3 separate regions of the Mus musculus genome follow, and regions 2 and 3 are each linked to region 1. Evidence: chromatin contacts called from public HiChIP or PLAC-seq data. All regions are on one chromosome and are shown on one strand. The core of a region is the stretch at or near the end of the contact, and the rest is flanking DNA. Distances in the headings are between cores, read along the strand shown. Region 1 holds the start of Atrip (ATR interacting protein). Region 2 overlaps Map4 (microtubule-associated protein 4). Region 3 overlaps Cdc25a (cell division cycle 25A).

Region 1 (4,508 bases), core at 710-3,209:
GGCACTCACTGCTCTTACAGAGGACCCAGGTTCCGTTCCCATTACCCATATGAGGTGGCTCACACCAGTTGTGTTGATTCCAGAGGACCCAGCACCCCTGACCTCATGGGCACCTGTATGCATGCAGTGCATATAAACTTATATAGGCTCAGGGATATACACAGGGTAAATAAAATTTCAGGCATTCTTTCCCCAACCTTCTTTCATTTCAGAGGAATAAATCTAGATGTTTGTTTTATAGTTTTTATATATTTTACACATGCTTTTTAATACCAAAATGAATGAATTAGCTGCAAATACAATAAGTTAGGGCTGGAAGGATAGCCTAACAGTAGAGTGTCTGTGTATAGCATGTGTGAAGGTAAAGTCCTGAGTTCAATTCTCAGCATTACAACCAAACAGGCAAAACAAAACACAAACAAACAACCCAAAAGTCACATACCTTTTCTTTAAGTTCTTTGTATTGTATCTGAAGTACTTCTAATTCAAAATTATCTTTAACTGGAATATCTTCTCTGCTTTTCCTTATAGGACTATTTGGTAACCCATCTAATCGGCGGACCTTATGAGCACCTGTATAAAAAGTAGTTGCCCTTAGGTTGAGCATGGTGGCACAGAACTGCAATCCCAACACTTGTGAAGTAGAGCTATGGGGATCTCAAATTCAAGGCTAGCCTTGCTAGAGATCGAGAACCTGTCTGGAAAAAATAATCCCATGTATACTGCGGGGCTCAGTATGTATCCACCTTTGTCATAAAATGCAGAAGGAGTCACTCTTGAAAGCCAAGTTGAGAAAGACCCAGGTAACAGCTCCGAGCATGGTATAAACACATAAAGAATCCTTATGGCATAGCATATCTGAATTCTCTCGCTTTATACCTCACCCACTTTCTAGACTCTCAGCTCATAGCTGAACAGAGATTGCACTGGCTGTGACTCTACCATAACTACTATTTACTACAACATGTTAGGCATAGGATCTGCTGGTTTTAAAGACTGATGGTGAACCAAATGGATACATTCCAGGGGGAGGTGGGGCTCCAGGGATGGAGTAAGGTAGAGTACCGGGTGATGTAGGGCCAAGGAAGGGGGAGGCAGCATTGCTTTGTGCCATTTCGTGGAAAGTTGCGTCTAACCACTGCCGCATATGACAGCTGGTCAGCAATGAGTGTTTTCCAATGCCTGGTTTTCCATGCAATATTGCTGGAGAGATGGAGGGCCAGCCACATTTCCAGGGATAATCCTATTTTTCAGATGCTGTAAGTGCTAAGTACATTCGCAAGGTGCCCATCAAACCCTCCTGACACTTAACTTATTCCCCAAGAGTGTAAGCTCTAAGAAGAAAAGCAGCTTTGGCATTTCTTGCCCATTGCCTGTTTGCCATGCCTAACCTTTGGGCAACTGGCATTTTTGTGTAAGACTCTCTTTCATCTCTTGCCTCTGTCAGACGCCTTCTAATGCTCTTCTGCCCAAGGGTTACAATGGGGTGCATACCATCTAAATGGGAGGCCATTTAACATTCTGGATGTCTCACCGCCAAATCAGAGGTCTGCACCACCCGCCGGGGGAAAAGGCCCCTCAGGCACTCACTGGACAGGTTCCGAGGCGCGACGGGACACTGGCTCAGGGCCTGTGACGCGAGGATGTCGAGTTCCTCTAGGTCGTCCGCAGTAAATTCCGCGTGCTCACCGAATGGGTCTTCGGGGTCCGGGACTGTGGTCTCAGAGAAGCTCCGGGCCCGCTTGCTCGGAGGGTTCTCAATGGATCGAGACAGACCGGGGAAAGGCTCCAGGCCGCCACTCTGTTTCCTGTGGCTGTTCGGTGCGGGGGTCCCGGCCATGACTACCTTCAACCCGCAGCATCCGAAGACGCCAAGCACAGCCTTGTCCACAGAAAGCCTGAGCTGGCCCAACCGCCCGCGCGCCGCCGTTCCCCTCGCCTTCCAGCGTCTCCCCAGCCTGCGGGCCAATCAGCTGCCAGCTACCGGGCACAGATGGGTGACGTGTACAGAGCGCGCCGTTACCCGGGACAGGCTCCTGCGTGTCTGGGCTCAGTACGAAGGGGTCCCCGGTGATGCCAGGGTACTACAGTGCTGTCAGGATTATCCCGGTTGCGAGATCGAGGAGCGTCTGCCCGACCACACCTGAGGCGGTTCCCCGTGGCACTGTGTAGAATACAGAGCCCTAGAGAAGCAGGCAGCGTTCAGGGGTCAGCTCTCCCTGACCTCACTCCTCGCGGCTGACCCACCTCTCTCATGTCCAGAGACTCTTTTAGGGAGGAGGCTGGGAAGAGCAGACTTGGGGAGGAGAAGGAATGCTTTTCTTCCTGGAAGCAGAGATCTTCCAGGATAACAAATGTTTCAAGTATGTATATTTGAGAAAAAAAAAAAAAAAAAAAGGCTGGGAAGGATGGTCTCGAGAACGGCGTGCCTATTCGGAACTGCTCCAACTGTTAACTTCCATTTATTTCTTGGAGAGTCTTTATGTCCTGAGCGCTGGTTGCGTAGAGACAATGAAGCTCAAGAGGTCAAGGAAGGCTCGCTGGGAGTGGTCCTTGAATTACCCAACAGATTGAGGGGGAAATAGCAAGAAAAATGGGTTAGGAGGCAGACGCATGATGTTTCTGAGAAAAATTCATCTTCGACAAGGATGCCAGGTGGATGCCTCCTCTTTGCGACAGACTTCATGGAGGAGCAATGATTTGAGTTGGGCTTGGGTGTATGACTGGCTTTTATGAGCTGAAGTGGTGGGCAGAACAGATACCAGAAATGGCGGATTAGCATTGGAAGGCAACAAGATCAAGACTTTTCTACTCCGTTTGCTCAATGCCAGACTTAGTTTGTGAACCTACCAATGTTTGCTGAGGCGTTGGGCGGAAAGGAGAGCGCTCAGGCTTAGAATGCCTTAGGCCTGCCAACCCACCCCCACCCCACCCCTGCCTCATTATTTTTTATGTGTGTTTTACCTTCATGTATGTATGTGCATCACATGCATGTATGCCTGGTGCCTACAGTGGTCAGAAGGCATTGCATCACTTAGAACTGCCTTAGTTTCTTGATTCAGCTGCTGGTAGTTTTCCCATAGCTGCCCAACATAATGTTGAATGTTCAAGTCTCCCAGCAGCCCCCCACCCCCTTTGGTTATATGTCAAGACATATAACCAAAGCTGGCCCAGAACTCCAGAATGTCCTTCCTCCCGCTGAGTGCTGGGATTATAGACATGAGTTTTTGTTTGTTTGTTTTGTTTTTGTTTTTTGTTTTTGAGATGGCCTCAAACTTCTAATCCTGTCTCAGTCTCTAAAGTGCTAGAATTGTGAGTGTGGGCTACCAGGCGTGGCTGATTGCCCAGGTTGTAATAGCTACGATCTTTGGTTCTGGAAACAGGACATTGTCAGGAGGGATTACGTTCTACCAAATAAACGAGAAGTTTTGGGGGCAGGAGGCTATGACTGCTGATAAGTATTTTCAGCAGCACCGGGCTAGGTGCCAGCTGACAAGGCCCTATGGGCTTTAAGCCCAAAGAAGATGCTTTTTGGAGATGACCAAAGCAAGCTGATTTGTTTGTTTTATATTTGGGTGTTTTGCTTCCATGTAGATCTGAGGCCAGAAGAGGGCATCAGCTCCTTTGGAACTGGAATTACAGTGAGCCATCATATGGGTGTTGGGAATTGAACCCAGAACCCCTAGAAGAGCAGTGAGTGCTATTAACTACTGAACCATTTCTCTAGTCCCCAACCCAGTGTTTTAAAATTTCAATTCTCCTGCATCAGCTGCCTGAGTGCTGAGTTTACAGGTATGCTAGCTGGTCTTCATGGTGCAGGCCTGTAACTCCAGCTACTCAGGAACTTTAGGCAGGGACATCACAAATTCAAGGCCTGGCTGGCCCTAAACTAAATCAATGTCACCATGAGCAATTTAGTGAGAGCCTGTCTCATGAAAGAAGATAATATTCTTAGGGAAAGCATACTATTGTTCCCAGTTGTATGGATAGCCTAGAAGGCAAGTCAGAAGTCCCGTGCCTCTCAACTAGGTGTCTCAGTAAATACAGACAGGGGTTGGACAGTGTTAAAGTATTTGCTTAGAATATTCAAGGCTCTGGATTTGATTTCCAGCATCCTGTTTCTCCTGAATTAGGGTTACATTGCTAGGCATGGTGGCACAAACCTGAAATCACAGCACTGGGGAAGCTGAGGCAAGAAGATTCTTTTTTTTGTTTGTTTGTTTGTTTTTGGTTTTTCAACACAAGGTTTCTCTGTGTAGCTCTGGCTGTCCTGAAACTCACTTTGTAGACCAGGCTGGCCCCGAACTCAGAAATCCGCCTGCCTCTGCCTCCTGAGTGCTGGGATTAAAGGTGTGCGCCACCACGCCCAGCTCTGGCAAGAAGATTCTAATCAAGGCCTGTCCATCAGTCTGTGCTACAGAACCTGTCTCAACCCCTTCTTCCCAAACAAGACTGTTTTCTGTTGTGGAGTTTCTTTACTTGGTGGTTGGTGGCAGGTAACGTCTGGC
Region 2 (4,508 bases), core at 806-3,305, 890 kb after region 1:
CAGGTACTCCAGGCTCTTCTCTACTTTTCAACATTCTATCTTATCTCAGCTATAGGAGTACTAGGACTAGAGGTATAAGACAGCGTGTCCAGCATTATGAGTCGCAGTATTAAACTTGGATTGTCAGGCTTGGCAGCAAAGTAAGTGCCTTTACCTGCTATGGCCTGGAACTCAGAACCATCTGCTTTTACATCCTCAGTGCTGGGATTACAGTCATGACTCCATCATCTAGCGCATCAGATTTAAAAAAACAAAAAACAAACACTGGCTCCAGGGATTGAGTTTAGGGTGTCAGGCTTGTGCAGCAAGCACTCCATGGTATGGCTAAGGGGAAGTTTTTTTTTTTATTGTAGATACAAGAGAAAGAACATCCAGAGTCCAGAGAGACTTGAACATGGTTGTCAGACTGGATGTGTCTATCTTCAAGAGAGGGTATACTAGCAGGGAATAAAGAATAGAGAAAATGTAATCATCAGGGGAGGAGAGAGAGAATAGCAGGGTTCTAAAGAGAATGAGTAGCTGGAGGAAGTTTAGTTAGGGGAGGAGAGAAGGGCTAGAATGCTAGCATGGATTTTGAAATGTCTTAACTGGTGCTTGAGGAAACCCCAAGGCCAACATGGATTTGATACACTAATAGACACCACAGGTAGCCACTTGTTTCTTCAAGCAGAGGTAAGGGAAATTACTCCTTTTGGTGGATCAGAACCAGTTTGAGAAGTTCTGAGGAATACTGCCTTTTATCTAACTGCCAGAAATCCTGGTATAGTATTGCTTGAGCTATAAATAAATCAGCTTGAGTTTATTTCTGAAGATTTTTTCCTGCCTTTTAGAGTTTGGGAACTGGAGTTTTCTTTGGACGTGACAAGGCCCAGCTAAGGTAACCTTTTATAAAAACTTATTGTTGCTGGGTATGGGTGCAGAGGTAAGTAGATCTGTGAATTGGAGGCTAGCTTCGTCTACACAGTGAGTTACAGGGCAGCCAGAGCTCCATAGTGAGGTCCTTGAAATCCTGTTTCAAAAAACAAAGCCAGGGGCTGGTGAGATGGCTCAGTGGGTAAGAGCACCCGACTGCTCTTCCGAAGGTCCAGAGTTCAAATCCCAGCAACCACATGGTGGCTCACAACCATCCATAACAAGATCTGACTCCCTCTTCTGGAGTGTCTGAAGACAGCTACAGTGTACTTACATATAATAAATAAATAAATCTTTAAAAAAAAAAAAAACAAAGCTAAAAATAAAACAGAGAGGAAGTCTAAGTTACTACCTTTTTGTGTCCTTGTAACTAGTGTTGGGATGAAATGGTGGCATTTGGCCAAGCTCAGAAACTCAGGCCTGTAATCCCAGATAGTCTGGAGGCTGAGACAGGAGGATTCCAAGTTCAAGGCCTGTCTGGGATACAGAGTTAAATGGAGTCCAACCTTGGATAGCTTAGTGAGACCAAGTCTCAAAATAAAAACAAACATAAAAACAAAAGGAAAGCAGGCTGGGAAATGTAGCCCAGTAGCTCAGAGTTGCTTGCCCAGTGTGTTTAGCTTCCCAGGGGAAAGTAGCATTGGGTATTTAACTGTGAGAAGGTATTTGGAAAGAAAGTCAAGAGATTTGATTCTCTTATCAGCTAGTGGTATGGAAGTGAACCTAGAGTCTTGAAGATGGCAGGCTGTACTCTATCGATGAATTATATCCTCAGCCCTAGTAGCATACATTTTTGAGTGCTCTAAAGAGAACTTTATCACCTTTCTATTGGCAAAATGATGATTTTTCAAGATCTAAGATAAGATCATTGGAGTAGTGACTGTGGCCTTTGAAGTGTATCCAGCAGTTTCATGGACTACGAAGGGATAATCTCCTTCCTTCTCTCCTGTCTCCTTTCCTTTCTTTCTCTCTAGGAAAGATCTTGCTGAAGTTTATATCCTCTTGCCTTAGCCTCCTCAGTGCTGTTATTTTAGATGCATATACCAATATGGCCAGCTTTAAAAGTTTATTTCCTCTTTATAGCATAGTGTGGAATATTTGGCCTCTGGCCTTCTCACAATTGAGGAATTTTAGTTCCTTCTATCTCATACCACAGAGTCCTCCACTGGATCCTTTGTATTTAGTGGGTTGACTACTGTATACATGGTAGTCCAGGCCAGTCTTGAACTTCTGACTCTCCTGTCTTCCTTCCTCTAGGGTGCTAGGATTAAGGTATAGGACAGCTTGCCATGCTCTGTCTTTTATCTCCTTATGTTTTTGCTTACTTTTGAATGAGTAAAAATTCATCTATTGCACAAAATATTCTAGTGCATGTATAAGAAGTACAGTGGAATACTGAGCCTCCTTAGAGCCACTGATTGTCCATGCCCATTCAGTCTGTCTGCCCACCAGCTAAAAGGAGGACAGACCTCACACTGTCTTTTAAAGGTCAGCACTCAGACTTTCAGACCAATAGAGAAACACATTCCAATGAGAAGGCAAAGTTCTCTTTGCCTTCTGCCCACTTACAACTAAAGTTGGAGAGTCAGCAAAAGTTCTTTAGTTGATTTCAACTACTGCTTTAGGATCAATTCCATTTTTTTCTTTCTCTTTCTCTTCTCTATTGTATACAGTACAAAATTTTTGTTCATGAATATTCTTTCTCATGGAGCCACCATGTGTTGATATTAAATGTACTTTTTAAAAATTCATAGCACGAAGTAATGCTATAGTTTAATGCTGTTGTATGTAGTCTCCCTTCCTAATAAACTTGGTTCTCCACTCAACCCCCGTCCTCATACCCCCACCCCATTTTTGGAGATAGGATCTTGTTATGTAGCTTGGCTAGGCCTCAGCTCATGTCTTTCTCAGCTTCCTGAATGCTGGAATCACCAAACACTCCCATGTCCAGTGCTCCCCTGCTTTAGTTGTTTTTCTTTCATATATTGTCTATTTTAGATACCTAGTGTCCTTCGGCTTTTTAAATTCTTGAAAGGTTCATTTCGGATAGGTCATCTTCCAATTATTTCATTTAATATCTTTTTTTCTTTCATTCATTCATTCATTTATTGTTACTATATTTGTTTATGAGACAGTATTTTTCTGTGTAGGGCTCATGGCTGGCCTGGAACTCACTCTGTAGATCAGGCAGTCTTCTGAACTCAGAGATTCAGAGATACACCTACTTGTTTCTTGAGTTTGGGGATTAAACAGGTGTGTCACCACCACCCAGTTATTTAATTTCTTTTATAGTATTGTTTTTTTGGGTGCTGTGCTTCCTAGGATACTACATTAGCTTGTCAAGGCTGTGTGTGTGTGTGTGTGTGTGTGTGTGTGTGTGTGTGTACACTATATGTTCCTGATGTGGTGAATAACAGCGAAAACCATACTTAGATTGCTTGTTACTTGGTAAGTATTGGTTAAGTGAAGTTTTGTTGTTTTCCTTAAATATTTTTATTGCAAGTCTTCAATCCCAGCACTCAGAGTTAGAAACAGGTGCCTCTCTGAGTTTGAAGCTCTAACCAGGTCTATATAGTGAGTTCCAGGCCAGACAAAGCTACACAGAGAAACCTAAAAGCTGCATCATTCTCAAAAACAAAAGAAAACAAAAAAATCCTAAAACTTTCTTGTCCATATTCCCAATATCATGAAGATACTTTTCCATCTTATCCCATAGAAACTTTGCCCTTTGCTTTTAGGCCTGCCATTCACCAGGAATTGATTTTGTTTTTGATGGTGCTGGAACTCAAAATTTCCAGTTGACTCATTGACATGTTAAATAGATATATCTTCCTCTGCTGCTCTGCAGTGTCACATTTTGAATATTTTATATATATACACACACATACACACACACACACATATCTTTCCTCATGTCTTGGAAGCTTGGCCTTCAGTGGAAGACAGTAAGACCTTTAAGAGGGAGGGACAGCCTGTGTGGTTGTTACTGGTCTCAGTCTGACTCTTGCTTCCTATCTCAATGTGATCTTTTTTGTTTCCCCTATAATAAATATCATCTTTGATGTTCCACAGTCAAAGGTGCCTTTACCAGGGGCTGGCACCACCCGTGCTACAGTTGTTTCTAAGACTATTAGCTGAACTTTATAGAAGTACCCAGCTCAGGGCTGGGGATGTCCTCCATGGGAAGACTTCATGAATGAAGTACTGGGTTAGATTCCTAGCAGCAGCCTGGATGTGGTGACACACAGCTATAGTCCTGTCCTACCTCAGCTACATAAAATTCATGGCTAGCCTGCTATATGTGACCCTGTGTCAGAAAATTCTTATTATTGTGTTTATATTGTTCGTGTGTGCACATGTGTGGGGGTATAGGTACTTGTGTATGTGGAGGTTAGAGAAGATCAGGAGTTTTTTCATATCCATCTCCACTTGTAGACAAAGTCTCACTGTATAGATTACTCTAGTTTCCAAGTCAGAGATTCTGTTGGCTCTGCCTCCCAGAATCCAGAGCTGGGATTAAAGGTGTGGGTTTGGGAGCAAAGGCAAATTGTCTTCTTGACCTCCTTACATAAGTGCCTTGGCACTCATTCATCCTC
Region 3 (4,508 bases), core at 818-3,317, 820 kb after region 1:
TTGCTGCTACTCAAAGTCAAGGACTGAGATGCTGGTAAGAGCCTGCACCAGATCCAGGCTTGGCTACAGGACATAAGCTAACCTTCCCAGACCTACTTCTGCATTTTGCAGTGTTCCTCGGGGAAAGTCTTGTCTCCACTCCTCACCCCACGTCCCCATGACAGTGGCTGGTGTAGGAGTCACAGGAAGGCACTTTAGGCAGCTTCCATCAGGCCAGTACTGGAATGCTGTAGTGTGCCCCAAGGTGGAAGAGGGGGGGCATGAAAGAGTGGAGTCCACAGAGTGAGGGAGGAGCATGCCCACTGAATGTCCTTTTAAAAAAAAAAAAGTCATTTTATGAGTCGGAATATCCAATCAGTGTTGGGTGGGCACCCAAGGGTGAGCAGGGGGGCGGGAAGCCCAGGCTGTTATGTATCCTGGCCTACAGACAACTGTGGAATTTCTCAGGAGGGCGTAGTAAATTTTGAAGTCAAAGGTTCAGAGTTTATCATGTTTTAATTTGAGGGTCAGAGAGTGGTGAATCACATCAGTTACCCCCTAATCTAATCCCATGGAAGTGAGGCTCTCGGAAACACCTCTCGTCTGAGGGGCCAGGCTGCTTTGATTCTGCACAGCCTGTTTTGGTGCCTGCCTGTTGATATCCTTGGACACCAGCCTCTCTGCTATCTTTGCTCCATTGGGGTCTAGCCAGGTTTTTCTTAGGAAGAGTCTCCCCTCTTCCCTCTGCTTTCTATTCTGGGGGCGGGGAGGGAATCAGTGATATTGAAGATGGCTAGTTGCTTTGTTATGGGTTTGAGTTGCATTTGGCTATTAAACAAATCTTGTTTGAAAATATGTGGAGAGCAAGGGAATGAGCAGCCCCTTCCCTGGCGTGTTGAAGTATGTCCCAGTTGGTCCCTGGTCTGGTTTGTAGAGATTCTGTTAGCTGAATGCTTTCCAGGAGAATGGCTTGCAGATTGTACCAGCATAGCTAGCATTGTTAACCAACAGTTGCAGGCTCTGCAAATAAAAGTGATCTTGAACCCTTGTTCTCTGCCTAGTTCCTAATATACTCAACTGGGAGTCTCATTTGCCTTTAGGGTCCCAGGGTCACATAGCTAAATTAAGCCAGCCATATTTCTTCAAGAGGATATTAATAAAAAAAATTCAGTTTGCCTTTAGGAATAGCCGAAACAATCCCCCAAAAACAGGCGGTTGACAGGATGAAATGGCCTTCTAGGTCAGTCAGAGTCGCATGATGGGACCTATTAAAATAGTTTTCTCAGTACTCCATGTGGTCTTACAGCCTAGTCCTTGGGTTGCTAAAGGCCTGAGGATTGGCATTCAAGGCCATCCCCCACATGATAGAGAAACAACTCATGAATTATCCTCTGGCTCCCACATATAGTCTGTGGTGTGTGTGTTCATACCAAGTAAGTTTTTTAAATGTAAATTTCTTAGTACTTGGGCCAAGGTGGGAGGATATCAGATTCAGGACCGCCCTGATCTCAAAGAGATTCCAAGGCCTGGGGTGGACCTCGGTGGTAGAGGGCTGTCCAGCATCAGTTACACATGCCAGTCCCTGGGAAACAGGAGGAGAGAAACTAAAGGTGGTCTTTATCCTGACAACTGTTTTGCTTGGTATTTCAAAGGAAATATTGGGGGGAAAGTGAGGGAGGGCTATAGATAGCCAGGGTGGGTGTGAACAGTGGACTAGCCAGGTAGCCTAGATGGCTGGGGTGCCTGCTGTAGGGAAATAGCCAGGCTCTAAACATTAACTCATCCCAAGCAAACCCGAAGAGCCAGACAAGGTGAATAACTGAGGCAGAAACTGACAGCAGACGGGCCAGGACTGGTGAACTGGGATCCTGTGAGAAAACCTTAAGACCTTGGGCAAACAGAGACTCCTAGAGGTGCAGAGCCCCTGGCTGAACTAGGGCTCCCAGAACAGCACAAACAGTCCCTCCGGTGACCCTGGGAAGCCAGCCCAGCTCTCCAGTCAGCCTCTGCGAGGACTCCCCTTTGTCTTCTCAGATTTCAGTCAGCACTTTGACTGCTGCCATAGCTACACTGTGGCCACAAGATGGTGGTGGTGTACCCAGTTTAGTTCCCTCACAGAGGGCTTGCAACTCCTCCCAGGAAGGCAGCTGAGAGGTGACGCCTGGGCCTTCCTTCCTTGTAGCTCAGGTTAACTTAGTTGTTAGACCCCAGCCCCTTATGGTGTATTCGAATGACACAGTGAAGGGATCCACTTCAGTTTGCTCTTGTTAGATCACTTATTATTTCTAGTCTGTGTGAAGATGTCAGATTCCCTGGAGCTGGAGTCAGACAGTGGTGGCAGAGGTGCAACTGTTGGGAATTGAATCTAGGTTCTCTGTAAGAGCAGCCAGCGTACTCCTAACCACAGAGCTATCCAGTCCCACTTCAGCCTTTTTGATGTCTAACTCCACAAACTACCTGGGAGGCTGAAACTGACAGAATTTGGAATTTGGGGCAAGAATTTGAAATATATAGATGCTGCTCTCCTTCTTTAAAGCTTTTTCTTTTTCTTTTTTTTTTTCCAAGACAGGGTTTCTCTGTGTATCCCTGGCTGTCCTAGAACTCACTCTGTAGACCAGGCTGGCCTCGAACTCAGAAATCCGCCTGCCTCTGCCTCCCAAGTGCTGGGATTAAAGGCGTGCACCACCACGCCCGGCTTTTCTTTTTGTTAGAAGTAAATAAATTCTTAAAAAGAGAATCACTAGTCCAGATAAGTTGGAGACACCCACATTAAACAGCTTACTTGAGGTTTGGTTTGTTTCCCAGGCCTTTTGCATAGCCACTGTTTGTAGGTTTGGTGCTGATGCCGACTGCCCACGTTTTATGAATGGGAACACCCATGCTCCATTAGTTCCTGAGTTCCTCTTGTTACTCATTAACAAATGGTGGAAGTGGGAGTAGGCCTTTGCTCTCCGGTTCCAAGTCCTCGGCTCTTTCCCAACTTTCTCTTGCTTTCAACTCGTCTTCCAAAGAACTCAGCTAGTGAGCTTGTTTCTTGCCTGACCAGTACAGTATGAAAAGGAAATGTTTAGGGAATCACCAAAGGATGGCATTGCAGCTAGTCACTGGGACAGAGCTCTGTGTCAGAGTGACTCAGATCGAGCCTGAGGACTTCTGCAGCCTGGGTCAATTGAGAGACCCTGACTCAAAGAGTACAATGGAGAAAGGTTTTGAATCTTTTTTTTAATCTTCTTTTTACTGCTAAAATACTTGCACAAAGAACATTTCCTTCACCCAACATAGAACTGCAGAGTCTGGAGGACAGGTCCAAAAATTAGGGTGGGAAGATGCTCTCACCGTGTGTGTGTGTGTGTGTGTGTGTGTGTGTGTGTGTGTGTGTGTGTGTGTGTGTGTGTGTGTGTGTGTGTGTGTGTGTGTGTTTTGAGATGGTCTTTTTATGTGGTCCTAGCTAGCCTCAATTCTCTATGTAGATCAGGCTGGCCTCAAACAAAGGTCCATCTGCCTCTGCCTCCAGAGTGCAGGGATGAAAGGTGTATATCATCACGTTCAGCTTGGGCTTTTTTTTTTTTTTTTTTTTTTTTTTTTTTTTTTAATTTAGAATGATTGCCTCTGGACAACTCCAGCCATGAATTCCCATGAGACTTAGTTTTCTAACTTCTGGCTGGAAGACCCTGCTTTCCTTTCTTCTCCTTCTTGCTAGGTCATCATAGGAGAGTTCTGAATCCAGAAAGAGGTTGGACACTTGATCCAAGTTTGACATGGGAGACAAATTATCTGGGCAAAGTCTGCCTCCTGGCTACTCATGTCCCCTGAATGTCACGTCTATTTCCAGACCCAGCTGGCCGTGCCCCGGCATTTTGTTGTCCTGAGTCCCAGTTCTAGGTAGGTTTATGCCATCATTCAGCTGAAGTCCGTGCTCTGCCCTCTGGATCTTGGGACACACCCTGCTTCTCCCCTGCTATTTGCCCCATACCTATCCTGGCCCAGAGGGTAAAAAGGGCAATGCTGGTGGAAACCAAGGCACGTCACCTGCCTGGCATTTGTCAATGCCCAAACAACTGGGTGTGCAGGAAGAGGAATGGCAAGCCTTGACAGTTGCCAAGCTACATGCCTACCGTGGTAGGGAAGCTGGTCAGGCTGGGCTGAAATAGGGTGTGGTGTCTGGCATGGGGAGCCTTGTGACCTGCCTAGACATCTGGTCGGCTCAGAAGGTCCAGATGTGCTGACAGGTGGTAGACAGCCCAAAATACAGGATACTGGATATCTCATGGCCCCAGGATTTGGTGAGCAACTGAGCAGATGAGAGCATGGATGGATGGAAACTTAAGTCTTATGATCCCTAATATGCAGATAAATAATGGGCTGGCTAGAGAATTAAATGATGTACTTAGAGCAGCTCTACTAAGTACTCAAAAATCTCAGTTGATCTGAGTCCAGCAGCCAGGGTAGAATCAGTGTCTGATTCAATTTTTATCTTTGACATATCTTCAAAACAACAAACAAAAATCAAGATAACTACCAGAAATATT

What was found. HiChIP or PLAC-seq counts read pairs in DNA pulled down with a chosen protein or histone mark.
Region 2: an H3K4me3 HiChIP or PLAC-seq map of bone marrow-derived macrophages shows a contact between it and region 1, with 11 times the contacts expected there. The contact joins the enhancer-like site here to the promoter of Atrip in region 1. A contact is called at or near these places in 14 of 39 promoter capture datasets (the 3T3-L1 cell line, 3T3-L1-derived adipocytes, HPC-7-derived erythroid cells and 10 more) and 7 of 115 datasets of contacts at active chromatin or transcription factors (the 230-238 cell line, bone marrow-derived macrophages, embryonic stem cells and 3 more).
Region 3: an H3K4me3 HiChIP or PLAC-seq map of forebrain shows a contact between it and region 1, with 6 times the contacts expected there. The contact joins the enhancer-like site here to the promoter of Atrip in region 1. A contact is called at or near these places in 13 of 39 promoter capture datasets (the 3T3-L1 cell line, the C10 cell line, the HPC-7 cell line and 9 more), 1 of 484 Hi-C or Micro-C datasets (LSK cells), 13 of 115 datasets of contacts at active chromatin or transcription factors (SST interneurons, embryonic basal ganglia, embryonic hindbrain and 9 more) and 1 of 9 other capture datasets (pancreatic islet).

What each region holds. Positions count from the first base shown.
Region 1 is chr9:109,072,165-109,076,672 of GRCm38.p6, forward strand. Atrip (ATR interacting protein) reads right to left here and starts at 1,960. Exons shown (of 13, transcript NM_172774.3): 1 at 1,591-1,960; 2 at 443-573. The coding sequence starts at 1,840. It overlaps Atrip-trex1 (Atrip-Trex1 readthrough), which reads right to left and starts at 1,933. Exons shown (of 14, transcript NR_153412.1): 1 at 1,495-1,933; 2 at 443-573.
Region 2 is chr9:109,962,531-109,967,038 of GRCm38.p6, forward strand. The region is part of intron 1 of Map4 (microtubule-associated protein 4); the gene reads left to right. Among named protein-coding and RNA genes, the nearest start is that of Map4, 33 kb to the left of the region's middle. Within about 2 kb of position 2,056, at least 2 of the 459 cell types and tissues checked have an H3K27ac peak or open chromatin away from gene starts, as enhancers often do. A contact at or near this core is called in bone marrow-derived macrophages and liver, where this site is marked.
Region 3 is chr9:109,892,869-109,897,376 of GRCm38.p6, forward strand. Cdc25a (cell division cycle 25A) reads left to right here. Exons shown (of 15, transcript NM_007658.3): 15 at 1-1,022. Among named protein-coding and RNA genes, the nearest start is that of Mir7089, 5.5 kb to the left of the region's middle. Within about 2 kb of position 2,068, at least 145 of the 459 cell types and tissues checked have an H3K27ac peak or open chromatin away from gene starts, as enhancers often do. A contact at or near this core is called in the HPC-7 cell line, epiblast stem cells, forebrain and 3 more, where this site is marked.